Linked DNA regions of Mus musculus: all the other regions are linked to region 1. A link is a contact called in public HiCAR-type and HiChIP or PLAC-seq data. All regions are on one chromosome and are shown on one strand. Each heading gives the region's core, a stretch centred on a gene start, on an enhancer-like site or on the middle of the called end of the contact. The rest is flanking DNA. Distances are from core to core; before and after follow the strand shown.

Evidence for each region. HiCAR-type assays count read pairs that join an accessible place to other places. HiChIP or PLAC-seq counts read pairs in DNA pulled down with a chosen protein or histone mark.
Region 2: a contact with region 1 is called in an H3K4me3 HiChIP or PLAC-seq map of neural progenitor cells, with 52 times the contacts expected there. The contact joins the enhancer-like site here to the promoter of Marcks in region 1. A contact is called at or near these places in 7 of 39 promoter capture datasets (the 3T3-L1 cell line, 3T3-L1-derived adipocytes, cranial neural crest and 3 more), 19 of 115 datasets of contacts at active chromatin or transcription factors (the NIH/3T3 cell line, the SCID.adh cell line, T-cell acute lymphoblastic leukemia and 14 more) and 2 of 9 other capture datasets (adipose tissue and liver).
Region 3: a contact with region 1 is called in an H3K27ac HiChIP or PLAC-seq map of oligodendrocyte precursor cells, with 40 times the contacts expected there. The contact joins the enhancer-like site here to the promoter of Marcks in region 1. A contact is called at or near these places in 10 of 39 promoter capture datasets (the 3T3-L1 cell line, cranial neural crest, frontonasal cranial neural crest and 5 more), 3 of 484 Hi-C or Micro-C datasets (cerebral cortex, cranial neural crest and palatal mesenchyme) and 16 of 115 datasets of contacts at active chromatin or transcription factors (the NIH/3T3 cell line, the SCID.adh cell line, T-cell acute lymphoblastic leukemia and 11 more).
Region 4: a HiCAR-type map of astrocytes shows a contact between it and region 1, with 15 times the contacts expected there. The contact joins the enhancer-like site here to the promoter of Marcks in region 1. A contact is called at or near these places in 4 of 39 promoter capture datasets (3T3-L1-derived adipocytes, the SN4741 cell line and liver), 1 of 484 Hi-C or Micro-C datasets (cerebellar granule neurons) and 7 of 115 datasets of contacts at active chromatin or transcription factors (astrocytes, cardiomyocytes, embryonic forebrain and 4 more).

The regions. Positions count from the first base shown.
Region 1 is chr10:37,137,556-37,140,255 of GRCm38.p6, forward strand. Marcks (myristoylated alanine rich protein kinase C substrate) reads right to left here and starts at 1,371. Exons shown (of 2, transcript NM_008538.2): 1 at 879-1,371. The coding sequence starts at 980. It overlaps 5930403N24Rik (RIKEN cDNA 5930403N24 gene), which reads left to right and starts at 1,977. Exons shown (of 3, transcript NR_166104.1): 1 at 1,977-2,700.
Region 2 is chr10:38,307,794-38,310,493 of GRCm38.p6, forward strand. No RefSeq gene overlaps it. Among named protein-coding and RNA genes, the nearest start is that of Gm40624, 46 kb to the right of the region's middle. Within about 2 kb of position 1,393, at least 36 of the 459 cell types and tissues checked have an H3K27ac peak or open chromatin away from gene starts, as enhancers often do. A contact at or near this core is called in 3T3-L1-derived adipocytes, the NIH/3T3 cell line, astrocytes and 1 more, where this site is marked.
Region 3 is chr10:38,356,787-38,359,486 of GRCm38.p6, forward strand. The region is part of intron 1 of Gm40624 (a long non-coding RNA gene); the gene reads left to right. Among named protein-coding and RNA genes, the nearest start is that of Gm40624, 3.4 kb to the left of the region's middle. Within about 2 kb of position 1,320, at least 21 of the 459 cell types and tissues checked have an H3K27ac peak or open chromatin away from gene starts, as enhancers often do. A contact at or near this core is called in neural progenitor cells, neural stem cells and oligodendrocyte precursor cells, where this site is marked.
Region 4 is chr10:38,379,618-38,382,317 of GRCm38.p6, forward strand. It overlaps Gm40624 (a long non-coding RNA gene), which reads left to right. Exons shown (of 3, transcript XR_871580.1): 2 at 63-108; 3 at 2,515-2,700. Among named protein-coding and RNA genes, the nearest start is that of Gm40624, 26 kb to the left of the region's middle. Within about 2 kb of position 1,259, at least 11 of the 459 cell types and tissues checked have an H3K27ac peak or open chromatin away from gene starts, as enhancers often do. A contact at or near this core is called in astrocytes, where this site is marked.

The DNA.
Region 1 (2,700 bases), core at 121-2,620:
CTCGCTGTTTGGAAAGCAGCCACCCATGGCCGACCTCTTGAGCCCACCCAACCATGGCTCTCTGCCTGGGTCGCAGCAGCACTGAGGCAATCCTCGAGGGTGGCCAAGGTGCCACTCACACGAACAGTCCAGACCAAAACACCAGAACTGCTCCCTTCTTGGCAGGCAGGAAAGGGTCTTCAAAAACCCACTGAGAATTCCCACCACACCAGGATACCATTTGAAAAGTCATATGGGTGTGTAATTACACAGCTACCAAAGGGGGAGGGGAAGGGCCATCGCAAAGGCACTTGGAAAAGCTGCCTGTCCGGCTCTAACCAGCCACCTTTCCAAGAACCCGAGGCATACTGCCTCTGGATACAATAAGACAAGCCTTCTCAGCTTGCCTTTCTCCACCGCCATCCGCGTTGGCTCCCCCCTTCCTACACACACATACACACGCGCGCGCACACACACAACCACACCAGAAATCTCAAAGACGACCCAATCTCGACAATAAATACGTGAGCCACCCAAACACCACTGTGGCCCCAAATACAAATGCAACCTGGAGGGGCGTTGGGGGGGGGGTGCATCTAACTAGTCACGTTCAGCCAATCTCCAAACCACGCCATTTTAGACGATTTATCACTCTTCCTCCGGTCTACTCAAGAATTGGCCAGGATCCTTAGGAACCACTCCTTTGGGGTGGGGGTGGAGGGTACCCTTCCTATGAAAAATTGACAATTTAGGCTATCATTACCCATTCAACTTTCAGACTAGAATCTGGCTAGGCTCCCCTCCCTCGAATGCATCTCGGGCGCGACCAGAGGGAAGACGAGGCGTCCAGATTAGAGAAAGACACCCAAGAAATGCCAAGAACCACAGGTAGAATTTACCTGCCCATTTGCTTTGGAAGGCGACGAGGCCACAGCCGCCTCCCCGGGCCTCTCGGCGGTGGCTTCTCCCTTCGCTGCGGTCTTGGAGAACTGGGCACCCATGCTGGCTTCTTCAACAAAGAAACTCAACAGATCCAAGAGAGGAAACAAAGAGCCTTCGGTTGGTGTAACGACGGGGCGAGCAGCAGCAGCAGCAACAGCGGCGGCGGCACACACACCGGAGGGAGGGGGTGGGGGTGGCGAGGAGGACAGAAGAGACCCGATTAAATACTCCGGATAAAAAATTTTTAGTCGAAGAGATCAAAAAAGCAGCAGCGCAGGAAGGAGGGAAAAAGGTGGAAAAGTCGAGCACAAAAAAGGAGCCCAAGTGTAGTTTTTTTAAAAAAAGAAGTAATAAAAAAAAATCCCAGATTTGTAGCCGCACTGTAGACAAGAGGAAAATGGAGAAATCTCCCTGGTTGCTAATAAGATGCGGGGTCCAACGCCCAAGTGCACAGATGAATGGGCTCGCGGGCGCTGACGCGGCCCCCGCGCGCGCTGGCCAATCCGCGCGCCGCACACAAAGCAGGGGGCGGGGCCTGCGCTCCGGGCGAACAATGGAGCCGCGCTTTGCAAACGGTTTGAAAATCAGCCTCAGACCAAGAATTAATGTCTTCCAAATAAATAAATCAATTAAAAAATACGTGCTTCTCGTCTCCCTCGGCCTGAAAATAATAATGCATGTCTTGATTGGCTTGCTTTGTTTGGAATTAATTAACGCGGGAGGGGGTACTTATGGATGGGGGCGGAGAAAGCTTTAACTTGACTCGCATTGACTCTTGCCGGTCTATATCCGCGTCTGTCTCTAGCCATTCTCTCCCCTCCCCCATCTTTCCCGTGTGTTTACGTGTATAAGTGTGTATACGAGTGTTAAAGACAATGGGTAGGATTTGTGTGCTAGCAGCATTTTTTCCCTCCGCACTCCATAAGGGTTTCACAGATAGTGCGCAAGGATTTTTTTTTTTGGGGGGGGGTGTTTCTTTTTTTAAAAAAACTGCTGCAATTGTTAAATCGTCCCACACTGAAAGGTATTTAAACCACGAAGATCGAATTTCATCTAGCAAGATCTCCAGTTGGAATTAGGTCTGTAGGCCAGATGTGGGAAACGCAAAAACAGCAAACAGCCTAAGCCATGCTCGTTCCTTTCTCTCCTAGAGGCGTGAAATAAAATATTTTGAAATTGGTCCTTGGAGCACCTCAAATCGCGTCTCTCCAACTATTCCAATTACCGATCACTTTTCCACAAAACATTGTGAGGACCATTTTCAGAAGATCGAAACTTGCTAGCATGTTATCACTGTAAGAAACGACATCATTAATTTTCCTCTGTGGTAAAACTAGACCGAGCCTTGAGTGTACGAATCCATATTTACAGTTGGGAGGCAGCTACTCTCGTCGACACGGGTTGTTTTCCTAGCCTGCTGCCAACATCGGAGGGACTCTCATTTTGAACTTGTCTGTGCACAGCATCAAGTGTGCTCCTGGAAGAGAGGCAACAGCGAGGAAATCCTAAAAGACCGAGTCCTAGTCTCAGAAGAAATCGCCTGCAAGGTTGAGAGACAGAAAGAAAATCCCTGGAGACTCCACGTCTAACCCAGGCTAAAGGCAAAGCTCTACAGCGGTGTGTAGGATATCTCTCTCGTTCGCTACAGCCCTTGCCACCGAAGTACCAGACGCTTTTAGTGTGTGAAAGACCAGGCGTTGATTTAATGTATCTGGAAGGGAGAGGGGATAGAGGATGCAACTTAATAAATATTCCTCTAGTCTCGCTCATGAAAACATC
Region 2 (2,700 bases), core at 143-2,642, 1.2 Mb after region 1:
CACTGAACTTAGGTTATTTATTTTATAAATGCTACATAGAGATTAGTAGTTCTTAATATATAATTAAGATTCAATAAGTGGGTCATGTTATACAAGAGCACATCTGGAGTCTGAGAAATATGTTAATTTGTTCCTGATCTCAAGAAGCTTCCCCAAGAATGTAAGAATTTAATTTATTGTAGATTATTTGGACTTCTTTCCAGGCTTTATTTTCTCAACCTGGGGAGGTTGAATATGAACCTAAAGTGGATGAACAAGAGTAGCCATTTAGAGATTCATTATTTTTTCTAATAGGAAATTTATGAGGTTATGTTTTTATCCCAAATACATGAGTGTGTACATAATGGAGGGGTACGTATTTTTCTAAAATCAAGGATTCCTTGAAGGTATTGTAAAGAAAGAAAATAAAGGTAAGGTAGGTTTATTTATTGAAGTTTCTTAAGCAAAGTTCAATTTCCACATTTTTAATAAATTCTCATTTAAACAATTATTACTCATATATGTACTTATGTATAAATACAGTTTTGTATGCTGACAATGCACTTCTGTGCTAATAGCTACTTACTTTTAACATTGTAGGCATTCTGTGAACACTTAATTGTATGTGCAGGACACTGAGGGGTCATCTGTTCTCATGTACCCTACAGCAAAATAATATGTACTGAATCATGAACTTAGCTATGACAAGGACAGGTCACAATGACACTTGCTGAAGGGTCACTACATGTGATTAATTCTAACATAAACATAGAAGACTCATGGCTAAAACCAAGCAGTAACTGAACCACCATGGTATTTAGCGATGTTTTATAGTCAGATGCCTATTCCACACATGCCAGCACACACTGCTAGTTAACAACTCATACATTGCAAGAAGAGGCATTTTATGCTTTAAGTGGAGATTTTAATGATTATATAGAAAATACCTGTTTGTTTTAAAGAAAAATATGTTTTATTTGAGCAATTCAACCAAGAAACATGTTAATAACACAGGACAATGCTTAGGGGGAAATGGAAATATTTTGTGCTCTGAATCATGAGTTTTCCTTTCAATAGTCTAATTTAATTTTAGGGAAAAAATGTTGATTTTGGCTGCCTTCCAAGACATTCTTCATTCCCTCTCTCTCATCTCCAAGAATCCTTCTGCACAGAGTGGTTAGCAGGAAGCGTTTGTTTACTGGTGAGTTGAATGTTAAAGCATTTTAACATCTCCCTTTTAATTCTCCCAATATGTATGTGAAGGGAAAGAATGGATCAATAGGGGTGCTGCTTAGGCGTCCCCATGAAGGAGGCAGAGGACAAGAGAATGAGAGCAGTTCTCTATGTGAGGTACAGATTCTCTAGGGGTGAATAACCCAGGCATTGACTACACCGCTGTGGGCTGCAATACAGTTCCCTAGGAAGACAAAACATTGAGAGTCAGTTCCGGAGCCACATGATTCCCACAGAAATGAGGCCTGAGGCCAACAGCTCCAGCTGTACATTCTTATTTTGAAGTACCTGGAAACCACCCTAAATGATTTCCTGTGTCCTTAAGTCCTTCTTTACCCCGTAACCACTTCTGTGACCAGCAGCAGCTTGTGGACAAAGTGCTATGTTCCATCTTCTTCAGCTTTCTTTATTTAAGAGTGATAGTGCAGCTGCCATTCTCTCTCTCTTAAAAGCCTGGCTGAATTCTGTGATGAAGATGTTTGTATTAGAGAAGGTTCTTAGATACAGTCATGGATGTCCAGATTGGGGTTTTCTTGAGTAAATTGTAGTGAGAGCATTTGAACTTGCCATTTTACAATTTTTCAATCAGAGATCTCACATTTATTAGCCTCCAGTTTTCAATCTATACTTCTTATTCTTTAAGAACCTATAACAGTCAGCACCACCTCTTTTTTTGTATGTTGTCAATTCTGACACGTGTTCAGTCACTTGATCAGTTTGACACTGATTTTTCTGGGCTATTTGTATTTCATTTAATCTTTGTAAGGAATTTTTTAGTTTTAGTTTTCATCTTGTATATGTTAATTATTGTACCTCTATCATTATTACTACGCTGCTTTTGTTAAATATAATTTATTTTACTTTTAGCTTTCAAAGCAGACAATATGACCACTAGCTTAAATATGCTCAACTTCTTTGTGTAACTATCAGCCCCTTCCTGACCACTGCTCACGCCATCATTTCTAAACACATTTTTATAAACTTGTGTGCTAACATGCTGTTTTCATTTCCTTTAGAGTTTCTCCTTTTGACAGTTTGTGTATCCACGAGTGAATTATTATGTTTTCAAATATTTATGGATTTTTTATGTCAATCTGTTATTGATTATTAATTTAATTCTGTTTGATTAAAGAATATAGTTAATTATTTTAAATTCATTGAGTTCTGAAGCTTCCAAAGGTTCCATTTTAATGAAAAACAATTAGTATTCTGCTGCACTATAGAAGGATGTATTATAAATACCAATTATGTCAAGCCATTGACATTGGTATTCAAAGCTTCTGTATCCTTATTGATTTTCTGCATACTTGCTATATCAGTATTGAGAGCCATAAAACTCTGAGTATAATTGTCAATTTCTCCGTTCTACCTATCAGTTCTATTAGTCGCTTCATAAACTTTAAATCACTGATACTGGTACACCATCATCTAGATTTGTAATAATAGTTTTTGGTACATTAAAGGTTTTAACATCTAAAAGTGATGTTT
Region 3 (2,700 bases), core at 70-2,569, 1.2 Mb after region 1:
CAAAGGGGTCCCAGAGTCAAATTGAGAGATATTAAAATTTACTAGATGTTCTTTCACTAGTATATAGCTCAGTCACAATTAACATTCTGCTTTATTTATTGTGTGCATTAAGGTAGCTTGTAAGAAAGATGCTGTCTTGGTTACTTGTGTGCTAACTTTTCCTAGGAAAAATGTGTTATGTTTATTATAGTTTCATTAGTGACCCTTATTAATTAATGTAGTTACCAGAATTATCAAGGCAAAGAAGGTTCCAGATTATACCTTTATTTTGGCAGGAGGCAATATATAGAATACTGTAATAGAGAGATTTTAGGGACAACTCAGGTTTTGCTAACATTTAGTATAGATCCTAACTGATGTAGTCACTTCTCTGTTGACATGATAAAACACCTTGACCAAAAGCAAGTTATGGGAGAAAGATTTGCTTGCGTTTACAGCTGCAGAGGAGTGTGCACGAGGTTGCCAGGCAGAGATGCCTGCAGCAAGCTGTAGTTGAGGCTGCAGGAGCAGTACAGTGAAAGGTCACCTCTTCAACTGTAAACGCAAAGCACAGAAAACAACATCGAGTGGGCTTTCAAAGCACACTGGCTGTGGCATACTTCCTAAAGGCTGCATGTCCCAGAACCTCACCAAATACCACTACCTGCCAGGGAGCAGGCATTCAAACACCTGGGCCTAGAAGAGGTGTTTCTCTCTTTAAGCACCACACCATTCTGAAATGCAATGTGTGCTTAAAGCTAGTTCTTGAGTAGTGATAGCTTTCTTTTTAGAATTTAAGCACATGAAATATGATCAGTCTTTCCTAAAGTCTGCTTCAGTCTGATCACGTGTCTTGTGTCTTTTTTAAAATATAATTTGTGCTTGAAATTAGATATTTTGCTTCACACTAGAATTTTACACTCACATAGTCTAGAACCAGGAATGCTTAGAATATTCCACAAGCTAAGGAACAAGCAATTCTAAATAAATGATTCACTGCACTGCTTTCAAGGATTTTAGATCTTAATTATCTGTTTGCATGTTTGTTTGTTTGCTTGCTTATGTCTCTGCCTGTTCTTTGGAAGAGAGCCCAGTACAAACAAGGGTTAACATAAACTGCTCAATTTTTTGTAAAAGGAGCTTTCTTCCTTGGGTCTGAGTAACAACATATCTAGCCTCCAAAATAAACCACTCAACTGCCTCAGATATTTGGGAATGAATGCTTATCCACTAATTGGCTTCAGCTGGGGATTCCACCCCCCCCCCCTTCATTACTTGAGCTGAGAAAGCAGCTGTTTGGCAAATGGTTGAGTCCTAAGTCACATGGCTGGTGATTTATGCACATCAATGTGCTAATGGATGCCTTGTAGAACACAGTTTTGTTTATTTGATTGTTAAAGCCCTGTGCTAATGAATCATGACTTTGTTTAAATACACAGCAAACCCAGTCTCATGATGGAGCTCTTCCTTAGGCAGGTCCTTTTCATATTTGTTTCTAATTTATTATAACATGCTTGGTTTAACCTCATGGGTGTTATAAGAAAGCACTGAAAATGATAGATAAAGGCTTATTCTTTTATGAAATTTGATGTGCTTACACGTAAGCAGAAGTAAATATGAGACAGAGGATACTCCCTAAATTAGATTCAAGCACACTTGCCACATATTTTAGCATGCCCATTTACATGGGGAATAAAGCTATTCCATCATTCTGGCTTCTTGAGATATTAATGGACTTGTAACTAGGCGGAAATATTTATTAAAGTTATGCAAAGTTCTTGCCTAAAAGTTTGCTCAGATCAGTTACAAATGCTTATCTTCTTCTACAATTAAAGCAAATTCTATCACTTTGTTACGTTCAGGTCTGGGCCAGGTATTTTTAGGTCCTAGGCATTTTACTAGTGAATGAAATAAATGTGCGCACATATTTAGAAAGTTGCAAGAATGCTTTATTCAAAGCAGAGCAATAGTGCATTGTAGAAGGGAATGAACTGTCAAGACTGAGGGCATCGGTGAATGAAGGGACTCCATTATTATACAATAAGAAAGCCTTCATTACTGTTCCTTCTATGGATTTCAAGGGGAGCAATTTGATCATGGAGGGTATAATGTAAGTTGGTATCTATTTTGGTTGACAGACTTTTGGTAGTAAAACCATTTCTCTATGATTCATGCTCCTCCTCACAATTCATCTGAATTTCATCACATTCATGCCCACTAATGCATAGACATAAGTGAGCAAATACAGGATTCTTACTAAAAGTCACATAGAGGACACTTCACCGTATTAAGCATGCACTCAAAACCACTAATAGGCCAGATCATTCTATTGATGGTATTATGAATACATTTTGTAAAATTCTAAATTTGTTGGTCATTAAAGAGTAGAGAAATTTATTCTGCTATTGGGAATGGGATGTGCTCAATGCAAATGGGGGTCCTGGATTGATAGTTGTTATTCAGTTGTTGTTTGGAAAGAGGTTATGTTATAAAGTATGCACAGGTAAACATCTCAGACTGCCAAGTATACAATTAAAAGAGAGGTCTATGTGAATAGTATGTGCAGATAAGGGCCCTAGATTGACAAATGCATTGTTAGAAGAAAGGTATGTGCATAGAATCCCAGGAGGCTTTCAAATGTGATTACACATTCAAATAAGCATGAAGTTAAAACAATGACTAAAACTGCCAGATGTAAAATGAGGACTTGGCCTTCAAAGC
Region 4 (2,700 bases), core at 9-2,508, 1.2 Mb after region 1:
TACACATAAATTATTTGGAATTCTTTCTTATTTACAGCTAATTTATGTTTGCCTCCATATAGATACCTAATTGTTTATTCACATCAGTGTGGCTCGTGGATATTTACGGTATGCTATTATTTACTATTTTACATATTTATTGCTCAATATCCTATAATTTTGGCCATTGAGAAAACTCTATGTGCCCCTGAGATATTTCCACTAAACTTCATTGAGTGCTCAAGATGACACATGGGTTACTTTATTAATTTCATTTATTACAAGTTGTTGTGGTCTCACCTTATATACTTTCTGCTTGGACCTTAGAATCAGTTATGTGTTTAATAATCCCGGTTCCCTTTCTAAATAAAAAGTATTGAAAAGTCAAGATCTGCTTTTTAAATATTTAATAATTTTGGAAACATGAAAGAAACCTGAGACTAACCGTTTCAAAATACGCAACAAGTACAAAATTAACTATCTACTCAAATGCTGTGAATATTCTCATGCATATAATGTCATTTCCTTCACCCAGCAACTTTGTGAGCCACAGTCATCTCCATTTTAGAGATAAGAACATTGAGTCTAAGATGAGTTAATTTAGTAAGTATGTTCTTTTTTTTTTTTTTTTTTTGAGACAGGGTTTCTCTGTGTAGTCCTGGCTGTCCTGGAACTCACTCTGTAGCCCAGGCTGGCCTCGCACTCAGAAATCTGCCTCCCTCTGCCTCCCAAGTGCTGGGATTAAAGGCGTGCACCACCACCACCCGGCTAGTAAGTATGTTCTTAACAGTGTGGCTCAATCATATTCACTTTTGTCTGATGATATTCTCCCTTACTTTTTCCTGCCATGAGAACGAACAGTTCCTAAAGACTAAGCTTTTGGCCCATCCCACAGGCCAGGGAGTTGCTTGCTTTTTTTTTTTTTTTTTTTTTTAATGCCAGAGAGTCTCACAGAGTCAAAATGCTGTGTGGGGCTTAGTGAGAACCATGGCGAGAAGCCAGTCAGTTCTTGCCAATGTTAAAGTAGTCTATACAAACACCCCTCTAGAGCTGAAGCAACCAAGGGAAAGTAGCAACAGCAGCCATTAATTGACAAAATAAGATGTTTCCTAGTGTCTAAGATTTTTATTCTCTACCCAGCATTGTACTAAATATTTAACATTCACAATCTCAGTTCAGCATCACAACAAATTTGCAAGTCTCAAATAGTCCAGTGTTCAGGTGAGAAAAGTAAGGCTTAGAGTGATTAATTTTGTTTTCCAAAGTGATGCAAATTACAAGTAGCAGAGCCAGGTTTTAAAGCCAAGGCCACGCAATTCCAGGCCCATTTTCTTCACCATCACGGTGCAGAACAGCAGTTGCTGGCAAGTGGTATCAGCTATGGACATTTTTCAGAACTTAGCAACAGCAGCAAGCTTCACTTCAGTGATGGGGTCACAAATTTTGTGCAGTGCAAATTTTGTACACTGAAGAATATGGCTTGTCAGAGCTGTAGGAAGGTTATTGACAAAGGCCTCATAATTGAAGTAAAAAAAGGTTGAGCCGTTGTGGACATACTGTGAGAATTTTCAGAAGTATTCAGTGATAGATTTCAGTGTGATATCAGCACAGGAAACAGGACCAGGGTCCAATAAACAAACAGGATAGCTTAGTGGGAATATGAAAAAGTCTTGGCCCCTGTCATTTCTAAATACAATAGGTTCATTTCCATATGATAGGAGATTGGCTACTTGTGAATAACTATTTTCCCTTTTATTTGTATTTTGGATATGTATATTTTGGTGTACTTTGTATTTTAAGACTTTATGATAGCAAACCATGTGTGTTGACTTAACCAGGCCATGGGAAACCCAGATATTAGGCCATCTTTCTTGGTGTATCTATAAAGACATATTAGGGTGAGATTAATATTCAAAATGACCCACTTTAAAAGGGGCTGCTTCCCCCCTCCTCCCTCTCTTACTCTCTTACTCTTGCCTCTCCCTTACTCCCTTCCCAATTTTCCCCCCTCTCTCTACATAGCCATGGCTGGTCTCTACTTCTCTCCTCTCTCCTTTCTGCTTGTCTCTGCCTCAACTACCCTCTTAGCTCCCATTCCCGACACTTCTCCCTGACAAAGTTATTTAAGCTCAGGCCCACCCTGAGAACGTGGGGTAAGGTTTCACTCATCACAACTCTATACCACGAAAATAAACACCTTAAAACCATGGACTGTCTCTTCTCATTGGGATCCTCCATGCTGGAGCAATGGAGCAGGTCTTCCTCTAAAGAGCCATGTCCAGTCTCCCACAGAAGGCCTCCCTGTGTTCTCAGCCACAGCTTCCACCAAGCCAAGCAGCCCACTGAGCAAGCCAAAGACTGTCCTCTCCATGGGAACCAACTGGAGGGCTCTCCTCCAGGCTTTTTGCCATTGGCATTGAGCCAGAGCCAACCCCGTGAGCCCCTCCCTACTTCTTTCTCAACTCTTCCATGGCATCCAGCGATGTCTGCAGCGCCCATGAGTTTGAGAACCTGTCATCCTCAATCTCCTTTCAGGCCTGGGACCTCAGAGCCAGCTCTTCTGCGACACTCAGCGGCATCTATGGTGTCTGTGCCCGAGAGTCTGAGCCAACTCAGGCAGTCTGCAGGGAACTCAGACTGTGCTTTGCCACCCCTGGACCAGGGTCCTGTGGCTTCTCACAGCTTGCTGACCACCTAGCGATGGTGTGGGGTACTTGCAGT